Regions from separate parts of the Mus musculus genome. Here all the other regions are linked to region 3. Evidence: chromatin contacts called from public HiChIP or PLAC-seq and promoter capture Hi-C data. All regions are on one chromosome and are shown on one strand. The core of a region is the stretch at or near the end of the contact, and the rest is flanking DNA. Distances in the headings are between cores, read along the strand shown. Region 1 holds the start of Ppp6c (protein phosphatase 6, catalytic subunit). Region 2 holds the start of Scai (suppressor of cancer cell invasion). Region 3 overlaps Nr6a1 (nuclear receptor subfamily 6, group A, member 1). Region 4 overlaps Gm39799 (a long non-coding RNA gene).

The links. Promoter capture Hi-C pulls out the DNA fragments that hold promoters and counts their contacts. HiChIP or PLAC-seq counts read pairs in DNA pulled down with a chosen protein or histone mark.
Region 1: a promoter capture Hi-C map of pre-B cells shows a contact between it and region 3. The contact joins the promoter of Ppp6c here to the enhancer-like site in region 3. A contact is called at or near these places in 5 of 39 promoter capture datasets (the C10 cell line, cranial neural crest, hematopoietic stem and progenitor cells and 1 more), 1 of 484 Hi-C or Micro-C datasets (pre-B cells) and 4 of 115 datasets of contacts at active chromatin or transcription factors (the SCID.adh cell line, bone marrow-derived macrophages, microglia and 1 more).
Region 2: a contact with region 3 is called in an H3K4me3 HiChIP or PLAC-seq map of pro-B cells, with 2.7 times the contacts expected there. The contact joins the promoter of Scai here to the enhancer-like site in region 3. A contact is called at or near these places in 8 of 39 promoter capture datasets (3T3-L1-derived adipocytes, embryonic stem cells, hematopoietic stem and progenitor cells and 4 more), 1 of 484 Hi-C or Micro-C datasets (pre-B cells) and 1 of 115 datasets of contacts at active chromatin or transcription factors (pro-B cells).
Region 4: a contact with region 3 is called in a promoter capture Hi-C map of liver, with 2.0 times the contacts expected there. The contact joins two enhancer-like sites. A contact is called at or near these places in 3 of 39 promoter capture datasets (the 3T3-L1 cell line and liver).

The regions. Positions count from the first base shown.
Region 1 is chr2:39,224,722-39,229,589 of GRCm38.p6, forward strand. Ppp6c (protein phosphatase 6, catalytic subunit) reads right to left here and starts at 1,628. Exons shown (of 7, transcript NM_024209.3): 1 at 1,446-1,628. The coding sequence starts at 1,520.
Region 2 is chr2:39,188,243-39,193,144 of GRCm38.p6, forward strand. It overlaps Scai (suppressor of cancer cell invasion), which reads right to left and starts at 2,488. Exons shown (of 18, transcript NM_178778.3): 1 at 2,348-2,488; 2 at 1,747-1,791. The coding sequence starts at 2,400.
Region 3 is chr2:38,821,895-38,826,780 of GRCm38.p6, forward strand. All of the region lies in intron 3 of Nr6a1 (nuclear receptor subfamily 6, group A, member 1), which reads right to left. Nr6a1os (a long non-coding RNA gene) reads left to right here. Exons shown (of 7, transcript XR_866167.2): 1 at 1-1,675. Among named protein-coding and RNA genes, the nearest start is that of Nr6a1os, 8.4 kb to the left of the region's middle. Within about 2 kb of position 2,162, at least 311 of the 459 cell types and tissues checked have an H3K27ac peak or open chromatin away from gene starts, as enhancers often do. A contact at or near this core is called in 3T3-L1-derived adipocytes, the SCID.adh cell line, bone marrow-derived macrophages and 8 more, where this site is marked.
Region 4 is chr2:38,469,621-38,474,494 of GRCm38.p6, forward strand. All of the region lies in intron 2 of Gm39799 (a long non-coding RNA gene), which reads right to left. Among named protein-coding and RNA genes, the nearest start is that of Gm25081, 8.3 kb to the right of the region's middle. Within about 2 kb of position 2,276, at least 79 of the 459 cell types and tissues checked have an H3K27ac peak or open chromatin away from gene starts, as enhancers often do. A contact at or near this core is called in liver, where this site is marked.

The DNA of each region.
Region 1 (4,868 bases), core at 378-2,877, 400 kb after region 3:
TGGCTGCTTTGCTTGCACACATGTCTGTGGAACACATGTGTACCTGGTGCCTATGAAGACCAGAAGAGGGCATCAGATTCCTTGGAACTGGAGTGACAGGATGTTACAAACTATCATGCCCTTGCTGGGAACAGAATTTCCAGGTCCTCTGGAAGAGCAGCCAAGTGCTCTTAACCATTGAGATATCTCTCCAGCCCCAGCAAGAACTATATTAAGATCTTATCTCAGGAAGAAAGCAAAAACAAGACAAAACAAAATTACCAAGCAGGAAGACAAGGCAAATGCCTGATTCAGGTGGCTGAATATGAACACCAATCATGTAACACAGGCAGTCAGTATGTAAGTTACAAGCTATGTACTTTCACACAACCAACACTTGAGGTCTTAAACATTTTGCATACTTGTTGGCTGATTTAAATATAAACTTCATGTACTAGATGAGACAAGAAAACAGACACAGAGCAAAATCTTCACAAGAGAAATAAAATTCGTTAGGAAAAAGGCAATTTTTTTCTTGAAAAAATTGTTTTAAGCCTGTGGCTTAAAAATATTACAAAAACAGCATGAAAAAAAAATTCAAATGATCGAGAGTGACTGACTACATAGCAAATCAAAGTTAACGGAATAAAACAGACATTAGCAACCATCGGATAAACACCAACGTGGTCCTAAGCACTAGTTTTTGCAGAAACAAAATACGGTTGATAACAGTGGTACACCAACGGCTTACTTCTTTACTGCATTAACTTAGCCTGAACTGAGTAAGACCTCCTTTGGAAAACCAAGAAAACGACACCTTGAGTTACAGGGGAACAGCTCAGAGGTCATAAAAACATTTGAACTTATTGATAAGCAACTGCTTATTCACTTAAATAGCTCAACAACGGGCTAAGAAATGAGATCCACATCCAAATCATCAGAAGAAAACTACCACTCCTAAGAAGCAATTTAGGGGAGTGGTGAAGCTGAGGCGACTTGTCATTCTCTCCCATTATGGTCGCATCGATCCCGCCCACCGGCTTCCACCTCTCAGGGACTTAAACACACCGCGGCCGCGTCCCTGGAGCAGACAGCGGCTCCTGTTACCTCTGCTGGGAGGACCCCATCCCGGGAGCACTACCCGCTCGGCCCGGCTCCGTCTCCGGGAGGCCGAGCGAGTTAGAGTGAGAGTCTTTAAGCTCGGAGTCCCGTGAGGGTCAGGGGATCGTGACATCCCCCGGGATCTCCCCTCAAAGAACTGGACAGCATTCGGGGGATCCGGGCTCCCCTGGTTCTCCGCGTCACGCCGCCTCGGACCCGGTCCTCTCGCACCGCGGAGCGCCCTCCGCCGCGCCAGGATCGGGCGCCCGGTAGGGATCCCGCCGAGGGAGAAGGGCGGGCCGGCGGGAGCCCCGCAGCCGGAAGGGGCTTGCCTCGCAAGCTGGACGGCCTCCGGCCCGGCTCACCTTCAGGTCGTTCTCGGGAAGGTACTTGCACTGCCGCGCTATCTCCACATACTTGTCCAGATCCAGCGGCGCCATTTTAGGAAGAACAAGCCGCGGCGACAGCAGCGGCAGCGGCTGTAGTAGCGGAGGCAGCGGCGGAGGCCGAATCCGGAACCCTCCTTACGTCACGTCCGATCCGTGAGTGGCGTCTGCGAAGCGACGTAAAAGCCTGACCCGTTCCGCTCTCTCTCTCAGGCGGAATTCCGGGCCACGGATCTATCTCCAAGAGAACCCGGAGGTCCTTTTGATAAAACCTACTGGGACCCGTAGCTCTCTGCCGCGGGGCGTGCTGGGATTTGTAGTTTTAGTAAAATGCTCTTCCTTTCCTATCCTTGGCAACAGACTTCACCTCAAATGAGGCTTTTTCTAAGGAAGACCATGAAGTGGTTAACTAAGAATTCCCTGGCTCTCACTCCTACCCTGTAAAGTATCTTCAGTTAAAGTTAAGAGTTACTGTTACCGCCTTTCCAGGACTACTGAAGACCTGGCCTAGACAACATTTGAAACAAACTTAACACCACCGGTTCTCTGGCTGGGGGGTGGGGTGGGTGGTGGGTGGGGGAAGAAACAAACAATAAAGCATTTCTTATGCCACATTCTGTACAAATACTGGCACTTTTTTTTTCTCCTGTTCAATTCTTGTAAGACTGTAAGAATGCAAAGTTTGCATGTGTTATTTGCCCCAAAATCTCAAAGGAAACAGAAAAGATGGATCCTAGACTGAAAAACAGGCTACTGACTTAATCCGGTGAGTTCCAGGAGGGGGCCGGAAAGGTTTTTTTTTTTTTTTTGTCGTATCCCAGTGCCAAGAACAGTTCTTGACACCTACTATAGCTTTAACATTGGTCCATTTGACAACTCTATATTGAATAGCAACAAAGTACAGATACACTTATAGGCAGTTAGAATAACCAATGGCTGCAATAGACAAAAATCTCTATCCTTGGGGCTGGAAAGAGTGCTCATTAGTTAAGAGCACTAGCTGTTCTTCCAGAGGATCCAAGTTCTATTACTAGCATCTACGTGGCTGCTTTCAAGTCCAGTTACGGGAGATCAGACACCTTCTTCTGGGCACTGTGTGCATGTGGTACAGAAATATATTTGCAGTCAAAATAAATAAAATAATAAAAAATAATGTATTAAAAAATCTGTCCTCAACTTGCAATTTAATTCTGTTAGAGATAACCGACAAATATAATAAATTACTCAGAGCATGTTAGAAAGTGATAATTTAAGGAAAACATTCCAGCATAGTAAGGAGGATGGGTTGACACAGGATTCAGAATTAACCTGACCATAGTGTACCACATATTTGACCACAGCAGTGATGAGGCAGCTGGATAACTGTGAGTTCTAGGATAGCCTAGTCTATGTAGCATGTTGCAGGTCAACCAGAAGACCTTGTCTCAAAAAAAAAAAAAAAAACACAACAACAACAAAAACACAGCAAAGTTGGGAAGGTGGGAAGTTGTATGGAAGATATCTGATGCATTTCTAAGCTTATTTGGAGCTTTTGTGGAAGAGCCATACCATAGTGGCTGGAGCTCAGAGGAAGAAATGAATACATAGATTTATTTTCCTTTTGATGCAGTGGACAACTGTTGTAGGATTTTAAACATGCAACATGATCAAACTTATTTGGATTTTTAAATTTTGTTTTCTTTGCTTGGTTTTGTTTGAGACATCTCTTTAGCCCCTTAAAAACAGAATTCAAACATTCCTACAAGAATTTAGAAATGTAATTTATAGTCTAAAAGGGTTGGTTCCAACAATGTAAACTATCTGATATTCCACTTTTTCTTGTTAATATACTCCTCCAGCATGGCTTGAGGTTTCAAGCCAAAAGACCCAAGGCACATCCAAGCATTCTGGAGCTTTACTTCAGAGAAGTAATCACTGTCCAAATACATACTGGGCACATGGCAGATCCAACCTTGCCCTGGTTGTCTTTCCAGAAGGAAAGCAGAGTGAGTGTATACCTCTAAATTCTTTGGCAGTCAGTGGGAGCTTTCTGATAATTACAGGCAGTCACAAAGACTGTTTTGCGTTCTACCCTCACCATAAGAGTATGACACTCTGATCACACATAGGCACATAGGTGAGCCATTTCTGTTTTAGGAAAGAAAAGGAGTACCTATACTTAGGACATAGATCAGAGATGATGCAGATGAAGTTGCCAAAAGAGGGTTGATCAGTTTATAGATCATGGTTTTTACAGAGGAAAGACTCTGGGTCTCCATAGACACCCAACTGCAACCCCTACAGAAATCTTAAGATTTCTGTGTTGCAGAGAGAAGACACCCAAAGTATTAATAATTTACCCCAAGAACATATAGTTTCAGTGAACGTTTTATTCCTCACCCTTTACAATAGAACCTCCTAGTTGTTGTTCGTGTTTAGTATCTCTGATCAGCTTATGAGCTCCTAAAAGGCCAAGGGCCTGCCTATGGTCTTGGAACGTGCTGTAACTACAAATGGCAGTTATGGAAATGAACCATTCGTTGCTGGTGCCGCAGCTTGAACCAGCCTCAAAACCTACACAGGAAAAGTCTAGCATTCTGTGGCATGCAGGAAATCTCATTCTGGAGCCTGGAGCAGAATTCAAGGTCAGCCTGGCTTACATGAGTTCCAACCCATCCTTCTGCTTCAGAAGTCACTACTAACGACTGCTGTAAACAAACTCCGTCTGAACAAGGGATTTGGTCATGGATCGGATGCCGACCAGGAAGCAGCATTCCAGGTCTCCCTGGAAGGGAGTCGATGCTGGGGAGAGACCCGCGGAGGAAAGCTGTTGGCCTGGACAAGCTTTAGGAACCTGGGGCTCCAGCCCATGGGTAGAGCCACATCCAGAATGAGTTGGAGCTAACTCTTGCTGGGTTGGAAGTAAACAGGCTCCGCCATCTGGAGGAGAGGGTATTCCTTTCCTTAAGCTAGGTGGAGAGGACAGCGTCTCTGGCTGGCCACATTAGTAGAAAGCAGGCAGCCATTTCTCCCTGATCCTTACTTCTTTCACGTGAAGATGTAGCTGAGAGAGGGGATGTAAAGGAAGTGGCTAGGAAAGAACCTGCAAGCGTGAAGCTGCCATTCCCCCCTAACCTTCATGGACACATACACATATTGCTAAATTATTGGTGAGCCTCTCACAGTATATGAACCATGAGTGATGGGTTAGTGATATAAGTCTAATAAAGGACATACACTAAGATACAGGTCTGGGCCTCCCATAATACATGACCATGAGTGGTGCATTACTAGTGTGTGTCTTCCTTAGTACATTCACCGTGAGTGCTGGAGTTGCAGGTATTTGTTTCCAGAGTACATGCACCATGAGTGCTGGGTTACAGGCATGAGCTACCCGCAGTACCTATACCATGAATGCTGAAT
Region 2 (4,902 bases), core at 1,238-3,737, 370 kb after region 3:
CTGCATAGTCTACAAAGAAGCAATAGGCTAAACAGTAACTGCTATGAAAATAATTTTAGTAATAACAAAAATTACTTAATTTGGGCCAGCAAAACAACTTAGTGGATAAAGACACTTGCTGCCATGTCTGACAACCCAAGTTCAATCCCTGAGACCCACATGATGAAAGAACTGACTCCTGCAAACTGTCCCTGCCTTCCATGCTTGTGCATACATGCACACACACATACGTGCGAGCAAACACACACATACACACTAAATAAACATAAAAATTTAAGTTTATTTACTCTAATACATCTTGTTATCCTACCAGGAAATCATTAAAATTTAGAGTGAGACCCTCACACTCATATTTTTGTGCTGATTGTTGTAAATTATTCTCTAACCTCCACATGCAATGTCCACACTACATGTACATACAAAATGAGAAATGTAAAAACTTTTTAAAAAATTACACTGAAAATTGAAAGTACTGAGGTAGACAGGCAGATAGATCCAGGGACTTACTGGCTGACTAGCAGCCAGCTTAGCCAAAAGGTGAGCCTCAGGTCTCAGTGACAGGGCCAGCCTCAATGAAAGGGCCAGCTTCAGTGACAGGGCCAGCCTCAGTGACAGGCCCTGCCTCCAGACACAAGAGTAGACTGCTTCACATCGACATGCATGTATGTGCATTCGCCTGCACACACATGCAGACACCACACACACACACGCATGAATACACATGCACGCACGCACACACACTCACACTCACCTGCACACAAAAACACATACTGATCTACAAAAAATTCAGTTCCTCAGGTGTGCTAGCCAACCTTGTGGGTGTGCAGTAGCGCTACGTTGAGTCTGGGAGTAGACATGCAGGCCTAAAAAGTGGCAAAGCTATTTGGCAACTGCCCACTCCCACCACTGGCATTTGTATCTATGATTGAGTTTATCTGTATATTAACGTCCAAAGTATTAGTTATGAGAATGGTGCTACGGGCTGCAACCTCATTACTGTAGCTTACTCTCTCAATTCCAATGTAGGTAAAGAAAGGAAATCTTCAAATAATTAAATAAAATTGTGATGTAGTACCTAACAAATGAAATACACTAAAACATATTTGTGGGATGAATACTCTTCTTCATTGCCTAAGGAAAAATTCAGTTGTCTGCGGCCTATGTAAGTCCTTAGTTACTACTTTTGTATTAAGCATCTCAGTTTATTAGACTTTATAAAGAAAGAGAGAGAAAGCCAGGAGTGGGACTCTGTTCAACTGTGTATGTATTAGAAGCATTACAGTATAAAGAACATAAACTTTGCATTCAGACAACCTGGATTCAAATCCTGGTTCTATCATTTATTACATGTGTGATCTTTGTTTGCTAAGTATTGGCTACTCTATGGTTCAGTTCCCTCTTTTGCAAAACTGTCACAGAAAATAACACAGAATTTGTATACGACACTTGGCACACAGTAGCTGTTCAATGACAATCTCCGTTAGAGATGCCAAAGTTGAAATTAAGACTAAAGTCGAAAGTGGGGCTTTCTTAATGTTTCCCCATTTCCCGTATCATATACCTGCAAGGGGTTGGAGGTGGTGGTAATTTGAAGTTCTCAAAGGGAATACCTTTCCATGCTGTCGAATTTACTAAAAAAAGGACCTAAATAAGAAACTTTATCTACTCACCACGTAATTATGCAGCACAGGGGCAGCCAAGCAAACAGGAAAAACACGAAGCTAGAGAGGAAGGCATTTGCCTTACCTGCTTTTCCGTTTTCGGGGTGGTTTCTCCACTGTGCCAGACAGTCTACAGACCAAACAAATGAGACCCGTAACTAAGACAACACACCGTTTGCCTTGCCTTGCCTGTGGGGCACTTCATGTACCACCCTCGGGGGGCCACAGGCTGACCACAGGTTGGCTCTGCCTACCCGTGACCTTACAGACACCCCACAGGCAGGGCTTCCTTCCCTCCCACGACCAAGCGCCTGGGACTCACTAGTCCCCGAATGCTCTCGGTTCCCTGCCCCAAACGTTCGGCTCCCCCAACCACCCGCCAGGTCGGCCTCATTGTCTGCCCAGAGCCGCAGGCCCCCCTAGCTCCCCTCAGACACGGCCCCGCCCCTCAGACCCGGTTCCCCGCATTCCTTGGCTCCCCGGTGGGGCGCGCGCCCTCCGCTCTCGCCCAGCGCGCCCTCGCTCGCTGCCCCGAGAGCTGCTCTCCCTTGGCGCCCCCGAGATGCTGAGTGCCTGTACCCCCGCCCCTTCAGGGCTCGGCGCCTAGACACCACCGCCGCCACCCCCAGGCCCGCTCTCTGGGCCCCTCGCCCCTAGCCTCCGCCTCGCCACGTAGCCCACCCCACCTGGGGGCCAGGCGACTCCGCGGCTGCTGGGACTGCCGGGCTCCTCTGACCATCCGGCTCCTGCTCCGCCGCGGGAGATGCTCCGGCGGCCGCAGGGCTCGCTCGGGAAGCTGAAGCGGCGGAGGCTGGAGTAGGCGGAGAGACAGGAGGAGGGCCTTGCGCCCCGGCCAGGCTTGCCGCGGGGCTCGGGCCCGTCCCCTCCTCGCCTCTCCTCGGTTTCTATTGGCCACAACGGCAGGGTATCTAGAAATCCGACCGCTGATTGGGTGCTTAGGCCGTCATGTCCCGCGTGGCCCACCCCGAGGTTTGGTTGAGACTGCAGGTGGCGGCAGAGGTGCCTTAAAGACTGCTAGCAGAGCGAGAGGAGCCCTGAGCGCCTCCGTGTGCCAGAACGGGGACTTACATCTCCGGCGCCAGACACCTGCCTGCAGGTTCTCTTTGGCTGGCATCCTGCATCCCTGACACCTCCCAGACACCTGCTATTTCCTCCGCCTCCGCACTGCTCCAGAACCAAAATCAAGCGCAGCACTTTCTCCAGATATATTCAGAAGTTCGAGGGCAAAGCAGCTCTCTCTCTCATAGTCTTCTGAATCACCTCGAATGCGGCTTAATGTCACCCTTCAAAAGGGACTCGGTCTCAAATTGTAGGGATCAAGCAGTTTGGCTGCAGGAAAGATCCTAAGCTTGGATGCAAGCTTGTAAGAAAGCAGAATTTCTTTAATTACCTCGAAAAAAAAAACAACAACAACAAACAGCATTGCAAAAAGAACCAATTACAATAACCACAAGGAATGTATTCCATTTTGAAAAGCCTAAAAAGAACTGCTTCTTGTATAAGCTAGCCATTCTGTGCCATTCCAGATGATTAAAAAATCTAACCAGCTAATCATTTTTGGTATAAAATTTCACTGCATTTTTTGACAGACCTAAGCATGCAAAACATTACATGCATAAGCATGTAAATACAATTAATACTAGTAATCTTTTCTATTCTGCTCTAACAAAAAGCTATCTTTGAAAATATAGCAGATGTATATGTAATGCACCCGAAGAATTTAATTCTTAAGATCTATGCAAATCTGTCTGGCAGATTCTAAGTTCATTCCTTCCATTTGGGAGAAGGCATAAAACTTTCTCTTGGGCCATTTTCATTTTATTAGAACACATTTTGTTAAAACACACACCAACAATGTAGTGGCAGATATATGGCTCAGCAGAGTAAAAGGTGCTTGCTGTTCAAGCCTGATGTTGTGGCTTGTCCTCAAACCCAGAGGAACGCTTTCGATGACTCTCTGACCTCCACATGCACATGACACACACACCTGCACACACACAGCACACAATAGCAAATAAAATGCATGAGACGTATCTCACAAATCTCCACAAGTGGATAGTATCCCAAATATTGAGATAACTACTTTTTCACAAATGTATTTGGTGCAAGGGGTTCTCCTTTATTCCTACATGATTTATCTTGCACCCATCTTCGATGTGGAATGGCCTTTCTTTTATGAAACAATGGGATGCTGCCAAGTTATAGCGGGATTTATTTTTGCATTGCTGAGGAGCTACTCTTACTGAATTTATGAAAGGGGGAAGGAGGAGTAAAAAAAGAGGGAGAGAGAGGAGACGAAGGGGAAGAGTATGAGTCGGGTGAATGCAATGGCATTTAGGCGGCTAGAGGACAGCTCTCGGGACTTCTCTCCATCACGTGGGTCCTGGGGAACTTGATCTGTTAAGCTGTCTTGCTGGCCCACTGCTGAGGATGTAGCCTAGGACCCCCAGCATGGGCTCCTTCAGAAGTGCATTTCCAGATGTTGTCAGGATTAAAATTTTTTATGTGTATGGGTGTTTTGCCTCCATGTAGCCTGTATGCCACATGTATATCTGGTGCCCATGTAGGATTCCTGAGACTGGAGTTACAAATTGTGATTTACAGGTTGTGGTTGTTGGGAAATGAACCCCAGGTTTCTCTGGAAGAGTAGCCATCTCTCCAGCCCTGTTATGGGATCTTAAAAATAGCTTTGACTAGGGAAAATATCAAAAATTTGCTGTTCTCCCCCAAATGACATAACCCTAGGGCCACCAATCATGTCAATTTTATCCTATTTCCATTTACTTTTTCAATCCAGCAAGAAGAAATTAAGGATTTTCAGGGGGCGGAGCCCTTAAATAATCTTTCCAACATTTCCCCTAATTGGACAGTCTTCTCTGAAGCATAGACAATCTGTCAACAGAACTGCTGCTCCCAATTGTTGAGCCTTTCTATAATGAATACTTCATGTTGTGTCCAAGTTCTATTATCTCAGCTTCTGGGCTCTTATATAAACTATGCATATTCTATTACGCCAGTGCACTATTTCATGTCTCCTTCTGCATCAAACACTTCTTTTAAATCCCTTTTATTTAAAAGGCTACACTGTGGGGCTGGAGTGATGGCTTAGTGGTTAAGAGCACTTGTACTTGCAGAGGACCTGGGTTCAGTTCCTAGCACCGACATGGTGGCTCACAATCATACCTAATCCTGCATTTGATGCCCTCTTCTGAATTCTGCG
Region 3 (4,886 bases), core at 912-3,411:
GGACAGAATGAAAAGGTATTTATACCTAATACTGATTTAATACTAATACTTATTAGATTGTATTAAATTCTTGGAGATAGGAATTCCTGAAGAAAATAAAAATGGGTCCGTATGGAATAGACTTCTTATCTTAGAACCAAGGTTTTATAATGCAATTTTAAAAATTATTTAGCCTGTATGTATGTATGTGAGCCACTTGTGTGTCAGGTGCCAGAGAAGGCCAGAAGAGGGCATTAGATCCTTGGAACTAGAGTTACAGGTTGTTATAAGCTACCACTTAGGTGCTGGGAATTGAAGATGGTTCTTCCGGAAGAGTAACCTGTATTCTTAACCTTTGAGCCATTTATCTCTCCAGCCCCTCATAATGAAACTTTATTACATCAATTAAAAAAAAAAGTCAATTTAATTAAATAAAGTAACTGCCTTTTTCTAAACAACATCACAACTGACAGTCCTTTATGGCAACCTGGTTTCCTAGTGGCTCAGAAAAACAGCTGGTGAACCTGAAGGACCCTAGTTTAGATAATTCATCTAAAGACTGCCAGCTAAGGCTGTGTTGCAAGTTTAAAGGCTAGGCCACAGCTTGATGGAGTCTATGCTTTTATACTACCCATCTCCAAAATCCCCTGTATGACTAAAGGGTGATCCCAAAAAGGAATAATAAGAGATTTAAAGCTACTTCCTCATATGTTCAAACACTCTAAAATCTAAAAACTCACTTCTCTGCTGTTTATTCGCTTTTCATTAGGTATAATTTAGATCTATAAAACTTCCCTCTTCCCTCCTTCCTTCCTATATACTATGCTACTATGTAGCTAAATTTGGCCTAAAACTCACAATCTTTCCTACTTCTGCCTCTCAAATGCTAGACTTACTACAGGAACACACCATTTCTGCTTCAAACACCACTTTTATAATTACCTTATCAAACTGCAAAATCAGGTCCATGGTCTGGAGAGGAAGCTGGCTAAATCAAACAATTAGTTTAGTTACAGCACAATTTATCAACAATAGGCTGGCTTAGAACTGTGGCATCAGCTGCATTATTGTATTTTAGAAAGACTAGTTCCCCCGACATGTATATAAGGTGTAAGCAACTACTCCGTGGGTCATGCCATCAAACAAAAGCAACACCTACAAAGTCTCTCTCAGTGACTAGAAGCAGCCAGACACTCAAACTGCCAGTCCTGAATTATGGCCTCTGAATGGTGAGGGCTTCACATTTCACCGATCAGGGCACAGCCCAATCAGAAGACAAACCCCTGCCCTGGCGGGGACCAGCAAATCCGCTTTCTTCCAGTGTGCACATGACTGAATGTGCTTCTGTCCATCATCTGGGTCATATATAGTTCAATGCGAGCTAAGCAGACAGGGCTGCAAGGAAACCTGGTGCGGTTCAATACCTTGTCTAGCCTGGGCTCCAGGATCTTTTTTTTTTTTTTTTTTTTAAACTGACAAACTCATTTTTCTACTGGGACAGGATGCTGTGCTGGCTGAAGTTCCATTTCTACAGCAAGAATCCTATCTGGAAGCACAGAAGTTGTCCTCTAGCCACAGCAGCTCCAACTTTTTTGTTGTTGCTGCTTTCTTCTATCACCCCCTTCCCCTTTTGACAAAGATCCAACTGTAGAAAGTCTTACGTAACAGTTCAGGACTACTTCGGTTCTTTTACCGGGTAAGCACTTTCATTTTTTTTCCAGCTAAAAACCATTTTAAAATTGCATCTGTTGAGAGGCTTTGACTAAAACCTTTTCAGTAATTTGTGTAGTGAAATGCTGTCACTGATTTTTTCGGCTCATTTCTGCACGTGCTCCTTTGTTCTCGGAACAGAAGCTTTATACGCTCCCCATAACGCAGCTGCAGAGTTATTAAGTCAGTTATTATAAGGAACACAAAGGTTGCTTTGCATTCTTTGCCTTTAGGTAATTAATTTTCTATTTGTTTTTCTTAAAACAATATTTAAATAAGGCAGAAATTAACAAAAGAATAAACTGTTAGAAAATTTAGCAAAGTTTGAAGTTTTTACCACCTTTTCTATCCGTAGTTTTGCATGGCCAAACACTTGTGCCGCCTGGGGCGTTGGGGGTAAAGGCAAGCATAGACAGAGAGGAACTAAGCCAGACATGGACAAAGGCATGAGCCAAAACCAGACAGTCCTGGCCGTTCGATAGGCCAGCAGCGGGTGAGACAGGTCAGCCAGCTGCGGAGGTGGGAGGGGGGAAAGGGGGCATGGATGTGTGAGGTGCTCATGCGTGCAATCGTGACTAGATTCTGAAACTGCCAGCCATTTTCCAAGCTATGCTTTGTATAATCTAAAGGAATGTGTGTCCCCTGAAGCAGTCTTAGCAGAGCCATGGAAAGAAAGGAGCACAAGAGACACCAGCAGCACACAGAATCAGAAAATACTGGGAACTTGAGTGGGCAAGAGGGAATGCAGTGTGTGGAAATTTTTTAGTGATCTGGAATGTGTTGAGTGACAGGAAGTGCCCCAAGCAACCCCCCCTCCACTCTTCTCAGTCTCGCCTGCTTTTGTCTAACTCTTGTAATCTACACACTACTGCTTACAAAGCTGTCTGAGTTTAAGACAAAAAGAAACATAAAAGGCTCTCTCTCCATTTCATAGTACCTGTGAGAGAGGAGAAATGTAAACGCAATCCTATCGAGATTTTCTTTTTCAGGTATATTGAAGATACTTAAAATAACTGTTTATAGATAAATGAGAATTGTAAATTATAGTACCATTTTAAACCTATAATTAAAAAAGATTAACCAATTCTGGTATAACTTAGGTGGGTTCCTAATTTGAAGGCAACTTGTTTTCTTTGATTTTTATGTTACATGTGAAGCTCGATTTTCTTTGTATAGATGTGGGCTTTGGGGAAAATATTTGAAGTAATAAGAAAGTACTTTTTAAAAAGGGCGGGGATGGTTTCCCTTTGTGGGGTGGAAAGCAGTTTAAAGGACTAGTTCCTTGAGAAAAGCAGCTGTCTCTTACTTTTGTTTATGTGCAATCAAGTAACTTTATAATATAAAAAATGCTAGAAAAAACTTTTCAGACAATATAACATTATTCTAAGTGGAAAAAAAAAAACACACACCTAATCTGGCATGTTTCCCAAAGTTCAGGAACACTTAAAAAAACCAGTTAAATAATTTAACACCTAGCCCAACTTAGGAAATGGAGAATTAAGCATGTGTCAGACGCTTCTTTCTAATGGTTTAGCTCCTACCGCAGAGTGTTACTGGGCAGCCTAGGAGTTAATCTTGCCTAGCGTGGCTCTGAGCTCTCATGCCGAGCAGACGTTATTCACATGACGATTCGAAAAGTCCATTCATGTATCTCACTACCTGGATTTGAATAGAAACCAGACAGCAATTCTTTAGTTCCAGCCACATTCGCCCCACTGGACAATAGTGATTTGTTAGCACACAGTCGCAGGCTGGGGAACACAAAGCTCAGAGCTGCAGAAAGATGCAGAATTCAGAGAACAGGAAGTTACAGGCTCCACACACTCCTGGCAGCTCTGAGATTTGAAGAGAATAAAAAAAGGAAAGAAAGAGAAAAGGGCAGCACGGAGATCCGAGATGCCATGGTTAAGGGCTACTCTAGCATTTTAACCACCTCCAGTGCCATAAAAGCTGTATTGTTAAAGTACATAAAGTCACGAGTCCTGTGTGCTCTCTTTTCGCACTACAGAATACTTCATTCAAAGCCCTGGAACAGTCAGCAGTACTAAAGTATCCACGGTGTGCAGTTGCTTGGTCTGCTCTTATAGAAAGGAGAGGAGCATTTGATAAATAAAGCCTACTATCATAAGTAGAACATAATAAAGTTGGTATCCTTTTAAATTTATTTCATAAAACCATTCAAACTTAAATTAAATGTACCAAAACTCTATAGAAAATATTTTTTTCTCCAAGATAACATATAAGATTTATTATTAAATTTCAAACAAAGTTTTCTTATAAGACACAGTTTAAAACTAGTCTAACACAGAAAACTTTTGTTTTAGGTTGTATTTGCCAATCAAAAATTTAAAATCAAAGTCCCATGTACTTAATTTTGGAAACAAAAGAAAAATCATATCTTCTTTTCTGGATTAACAAATTATAATAACCTGTAACTGTCATGAAATTTAAAAAAAATATTAATGTGAATTCTAAAAGGAACAGGGTAGATAATTCTCCAATCTCAATTAATAAGAAAAAAAAAAAGGATATATGGTTCCTATTCAGAGCTTTGTGGTGAAATCTGAGTACCAACAGGCCAGATTGGTATCCATTCCATCCAGTAGGAATAGGAGATCCTTGCAAAAAGAAGTTGTATTTGTTTTTTTGGTTGGTTGGTTGGTTGGCTGGTTTTGGTTCTATGATCTATGAGGAAAACCAAGCAATAAATAACATCATACCCAAGATCTCAAACAATCAAAAATTGCTTTAGACACATGAACTGTTCTGCTCAGTTATATCTCATGATAATGAGGTTTTGAGTTGGACACATGCCAGGTTTCACATGGCTGCCAATGACTAAGCTTCCTCAACTTCTATCAGTGCCAGTCAAATGCCACATACCACATACTACCTCTATCTGTGCACTGTCCAATATTTTGACTTACATAAAAGAAAAGAAAATTTCAATTCATCATTCCTACTAGCCTTATTTCAACCCCTCAATAGGCACATATAACTACTGGCTATTATGCTAAATGACCCAGACAGAAGGTACTTCCATCCCCACTGGTCACTGTACAAAGGTGACCTAAGACATCCTCATGCCATACACATTGTCTTCAACTACACATACATTTGGACACATGCACAAAATCTTTAGGTAAAAGTACAATAGCATGCATGACAAAACAGTAAAAGGACATTTTATACATAGC
Region 4 (4,874 bases), core at 1,026-3,525, 350 kb before region 3:
AAAAAACCAAACCAAACCAAACCAAACCAAACCAAAAGCCCAAAAAAACAGAAGAAAAAAAACCCACTAAAGTAGGCAGAGGTTACATCTTGGTTCCCAATAAGGGCAGAGATGTCACTCAATAGCAGACAGTCTGACCCAGGGTTCATGTTTTGGAAAAGTACCCCCCCACACACAATCATGTCTGTTTGAATCCATCCCTGAACCCTGACATTTTTCATCTGTATGGTACCTCTGACAACCCCTGTCTATTGTGTCCCTGTCATTGATGAAGTTGTTCCAGAAAGAAACTGTGAGTGTGGCTGTTGTGAGGTGTTGATCACCAGAGATGTTAGTAGGAAGCAGGAGCCGGGAGGGGGCAACTGTAGTGTACTGAGGAGCAGAGATTGGACCAAAGAGCAATTTTAGTTCAAGCCCTCCAGAAAACTCTAGGAAGGAGGGAGGTCAGGTGGAACTGCATAGACTCTGGACCAAGTAGCTGATGTACTTCTGGGGCACTGGCCCCCAGGACTGTTAGCATGACCCAGCCAGAGCTGAGCACAGCCCTGTGGCCAATGATAGCCTTAGGCAGAGGCAGGGCCTAAGATTCTGGGGATGGGGGTGGGGGCATACACACCCCATCAGCCCCACCAAGAAACAATTTAAGGGAGAAAGGAGTTACTTATCCTTAAGGTTTGAGGGATAAAATCCATCATGCAGAAAAGGCAGCTTTCCTTGGGAAACACAAGCTACACCCGCACAGGTGTCTGCTTATGAACCAGGCAGTGACTCTCATCCTCCTGCACATCGCTTGGCCTCCAGGGCTTTCCAGAACCTTAGTGCAAGCTCCTATAGCTATCTTACTCTTGCATTCTGTGTGTTCGCAAAACCAGCACCTTGTGAGTGATGCCACCCTAAGATGTAGCTTAGATTCTCTGCACTATTTCTCCTGCCTGTGTTTCCACAGTGCTGGGATTATAGGCACACTCCCCCACATCCAGCCTTCTGAACACTGTAAACCACCTCGACATAACTACTCACACCCAAAACTGTGAGTTCCATACACAGCATAGGTAGGCTGTGTGGTTTAGGAAATAATGCCTTGGCCATGGTGGCACATGCCTTTAATCCCAACACTCAGGAGGCAGAAGCAGGTAGAGATCTCTGTGAGTTTGAGGCCAGCCTGGTCTACACAGTGAGTTTCATGACAGCCAGGGTCACACAGACAAGCCTTGTCTCAGAAACAAAACAAACAAAAATAATGGAGAGAAAGAAGTTGAAAGTGTTCACTACAGATGTGGGATTTTCTTTTACAAATATTTAATCCACGTCTGTTGATCTTGCTGATTAGGGTCATTAGACTAATGGTGTTTGTCTCTCTTTCTCTATCCCTCCCTTCTTAATTTATTTCTTCTCTGCCTCTATACCTCCCTAGTTCAGGAACAAGATCAAGCCTGCTTGCTTGTCTGTTCCTTATCCTATCTTTCTGTCTGTCTGTCTCTCTCTCCTAATCTCTCTTCCTCTCCTCCATGGTTTGTCTGTGCCATGGTCTCTTACCCTGTCCCTTCCCCTTATAAGCTTGTGACCTGGACTTTGCTCTGCTGTTCCATTTGAATCTGGCCAAATACAGCCACCTCAGTCCAAGCCGCATATCTCACTTCAAATACCCAGCCAGGAAGGAAGCCCAGCACTTCTGCATCCCAATGCCCAGGGAACAGCTGGAATCTAGGTCCATTTCAAGTCTAACCAACTGTTATCAAGAGATGAGAGAGAGGAGAGACAATATGGCTCCCAGCGCTTTACATAGAGGAGTAGGGTCTTAGAAAAGTGATGTTGAGAGCCATCCAGAAGGACAAAGAATGACCAGCAGGACCTGGTCAAACATGGGTTTTGACTGCAGTTCCAACTCTGGTCTCCCCCTTTTGTCCATGATCATTTGAACCTCAGGACAGTGGCTGAGGCTCAGGACTTGGGAAAAAACACTTATTGGGAGCCATGTGGTGATCTTCCGGGATCCCTGAGTTTAAGGCCCAATTATTTTTTAAGCTTGTCTGGGAAAGTTGGACAAGTCCTTGATTTCTCTGAATAGTTTTATCATCTGCAAAACAAAAATCTGGGTTCTCACAGCTGTGATATTTTAGGACCTAATCTAGCAGCACATCCCAGCTGGTCTGGATTGTCACCTGCTGGGTGAGTGCTTCCTTCCCATCTCAGCACAGAAACAGTATTGAAGGGTCTGGGCCTCCCAGGGAGGAAGTGGAACCAGGGGCCTCTGCATCCTACACACACACACACACACACACACACACACACACACACACACAATTGAAATCTCCACTGATGTGGCCTCTGCCAGTGACTCAGTGCTTGCCTTATCTGATTGTCAGGGTCGGTTCCTAGAAGTTGAAAGTCATTCTTCTACAGTCATTGCCACAACTTCGTACCACGAGGCAAGTTCTAATTCTGTCTCTCCGCCACAGAATTGGGAGGACGAAGGTGACAATGCTTGGGGTTTTCCAGGAAAAGTCTGGGCTGTAAGTCTGAGGGCCAGGCAAGACACCAAACAGTGAGAGACCAAGGACCAGTCAAGTCACGGGGACAGAACAGACCTGTGGAGAGAGCAATGGAGACAAGCTCTGGGCTCTGCCAGCTGGCCTGTGGGACCTGGGACTTCTTAGTCAGGTGCCATCCTCCAGATTTCACTTTCCAGAGTAACTGCTAATGTGGCTCATACAGTGTCTATACCCAGCCTAGAGGGTAACTAGACAGAGGGCAGAAATCAAGTTGGAGAGTGGGTCTGTTGTATCACCTGTCATGTCTAATCTTTTGACATTGAGACGTGACTTGGTCATCTAAAAACTTCACACTAAAGAACCATGCAACCAAGGTCAAACACACATACACACACACATATACACACACATGCACAGATATGCATAGACATGAACACATGCACAGTCACACATTCATCCTTGTACACCACGTGGGTACACAAACACATGTGCTCACGCATGCACATGAGAGTACACACACGCACACACACATGCATACACACCTTCAAGTTGCCCTGCTAAAGGGCCTAGAAGCTGTGGGTAATTGCCTGACATATGCAAGTCCTTGGGTTTAATCTTTATCTCTGTGGGGGTGGAGTAGGGCTAAGTAGGTGTTGTGACCTTACAATGCCTATGCACTTTGCATGCTACTTAGTCATTTCATCTTGACAATATGTTAGGTGACTGCTGTTCTATTCCTCCATTTCACAGAAAAGAAAACAGAAGTATGGAGATGGTGAGCCACTACATAGTAAATCACTGTACAGTGAACTCTATGAGGGCTGCTGATTCATCAAGGCATGTGCTTGCATTCAGCAAACATGCTCAGTGTGTGAAGGGTCACCCCACATGTGTGCACAGGAAGGAAACCTTTGATGGCAGTGTTCAGAGCATGTGACACTCAGTAGAAATGGATTCATTCATGAGCAAGTGACAGGAAGGGGACAAGAATAAGAAGCCTTTCTATGCCACCACAAGTAACTGTGTGACCTAGCCTGGCCACAGTCACCTTCCTCTGTGAAATCCCCTCACACTAACATCTCCCCCATTTAGTTCTTCCCTTCTGCTTAAGTTCTGCCATTACTGTATTTCCCTAGTAAATGCCTTCATTGACTTCCAGTCCATCTGCCCCGAGGTGATTGGCTCAGCCCTCACCTTATCATATTTTACAGATATCACATTTACTCTATTTACCAATACAGTGCCAAGACTGGATAACAAGTAGAGCCAACCAGGACCAGTTTTATGTGGGCTAAATCAGCAACATTGGTTCATACCACAAAATTCCCATGCCCCAGTGTAACTAGCTGAAGAGTGGGAACAGGCACAGTCAAGGCCCCCACCCTCACCCACACTCCAGGAAGCCCCTGCTCCCACCCCACTTACTCTGGTCTTTTAAAGCACAATTTAAGGATGATGAGCTTTGTATGTATTTGGGGGAAATCCTTAATTTTTCCTAGAGGTTTAAAAAAATAAAATAAAAATGCTAAGCCAGGCGGTGGTGACACATGACTTCAATCAGTTAGAGTACTCCAGAGGCAGAGACAGATGGATCTCTGTGAGTTCAAGGCCAGCCTGGTCTACAGAGCTAATTCCACTACAGCCAAGACTGCACAAAGAAATCCTGTCTCAAAAAACCAAAGTAGCCGGGCGTGGTGGCGCACGCCTTTAATCCCAGCACTCAGGAAGCAGAGGCAGGCGGATTTCTGAGTTTGAGGCCAGCCTGGTCTACAAAGTGAGTTCCAGGACAGCCAGGGCTAAACAGAGAAACCCTGTCTCAAAAAAACAAAACAAAACAAAACAAAACAAAACAAAAACAAAAAACCAACCAACCAACCAAACAAACAAACAAAACAATCCCAAGCAAGCAAACAAAAACAAAACAAAAGAAAAATACAAAAAAACAGTGGTTAGTAATTCTGAGCAGAATGATAGCTAACATGTCTTCCAACCCTGAGGGAATGTCCAGTACTGACCTCCATCTAGCCTTTCTGGTTTAATATCTTGGAGCTTTAATTCTAGGGCTGGGGAAATGGTACAGTTGGTAATGTGCTCATGACACAGGCCTGAGGATGAGAGTTAGGATTCAGCAGCCATGTAAAATAAAACCAGCTCAGTACACTTGGGAGGCAGAGGCAGGTAGATTTCTGAGTTTGAGGCCAGCCTGGTCTACACAGTGAGTTCCAGGACAGCCAGGACTACACAGAGAAACCCTGTCTTGAAAAAAACAAAAAAAAAAAAACAAAAAAAACCCCAGCTCAGTAGAGCCTGCAATCCAGGTCTGGGAAGGCAGAGAGAGAAAGGATTCTTAGGTCTCACTAGCCAGTCAGCCTTGTCAAGTTG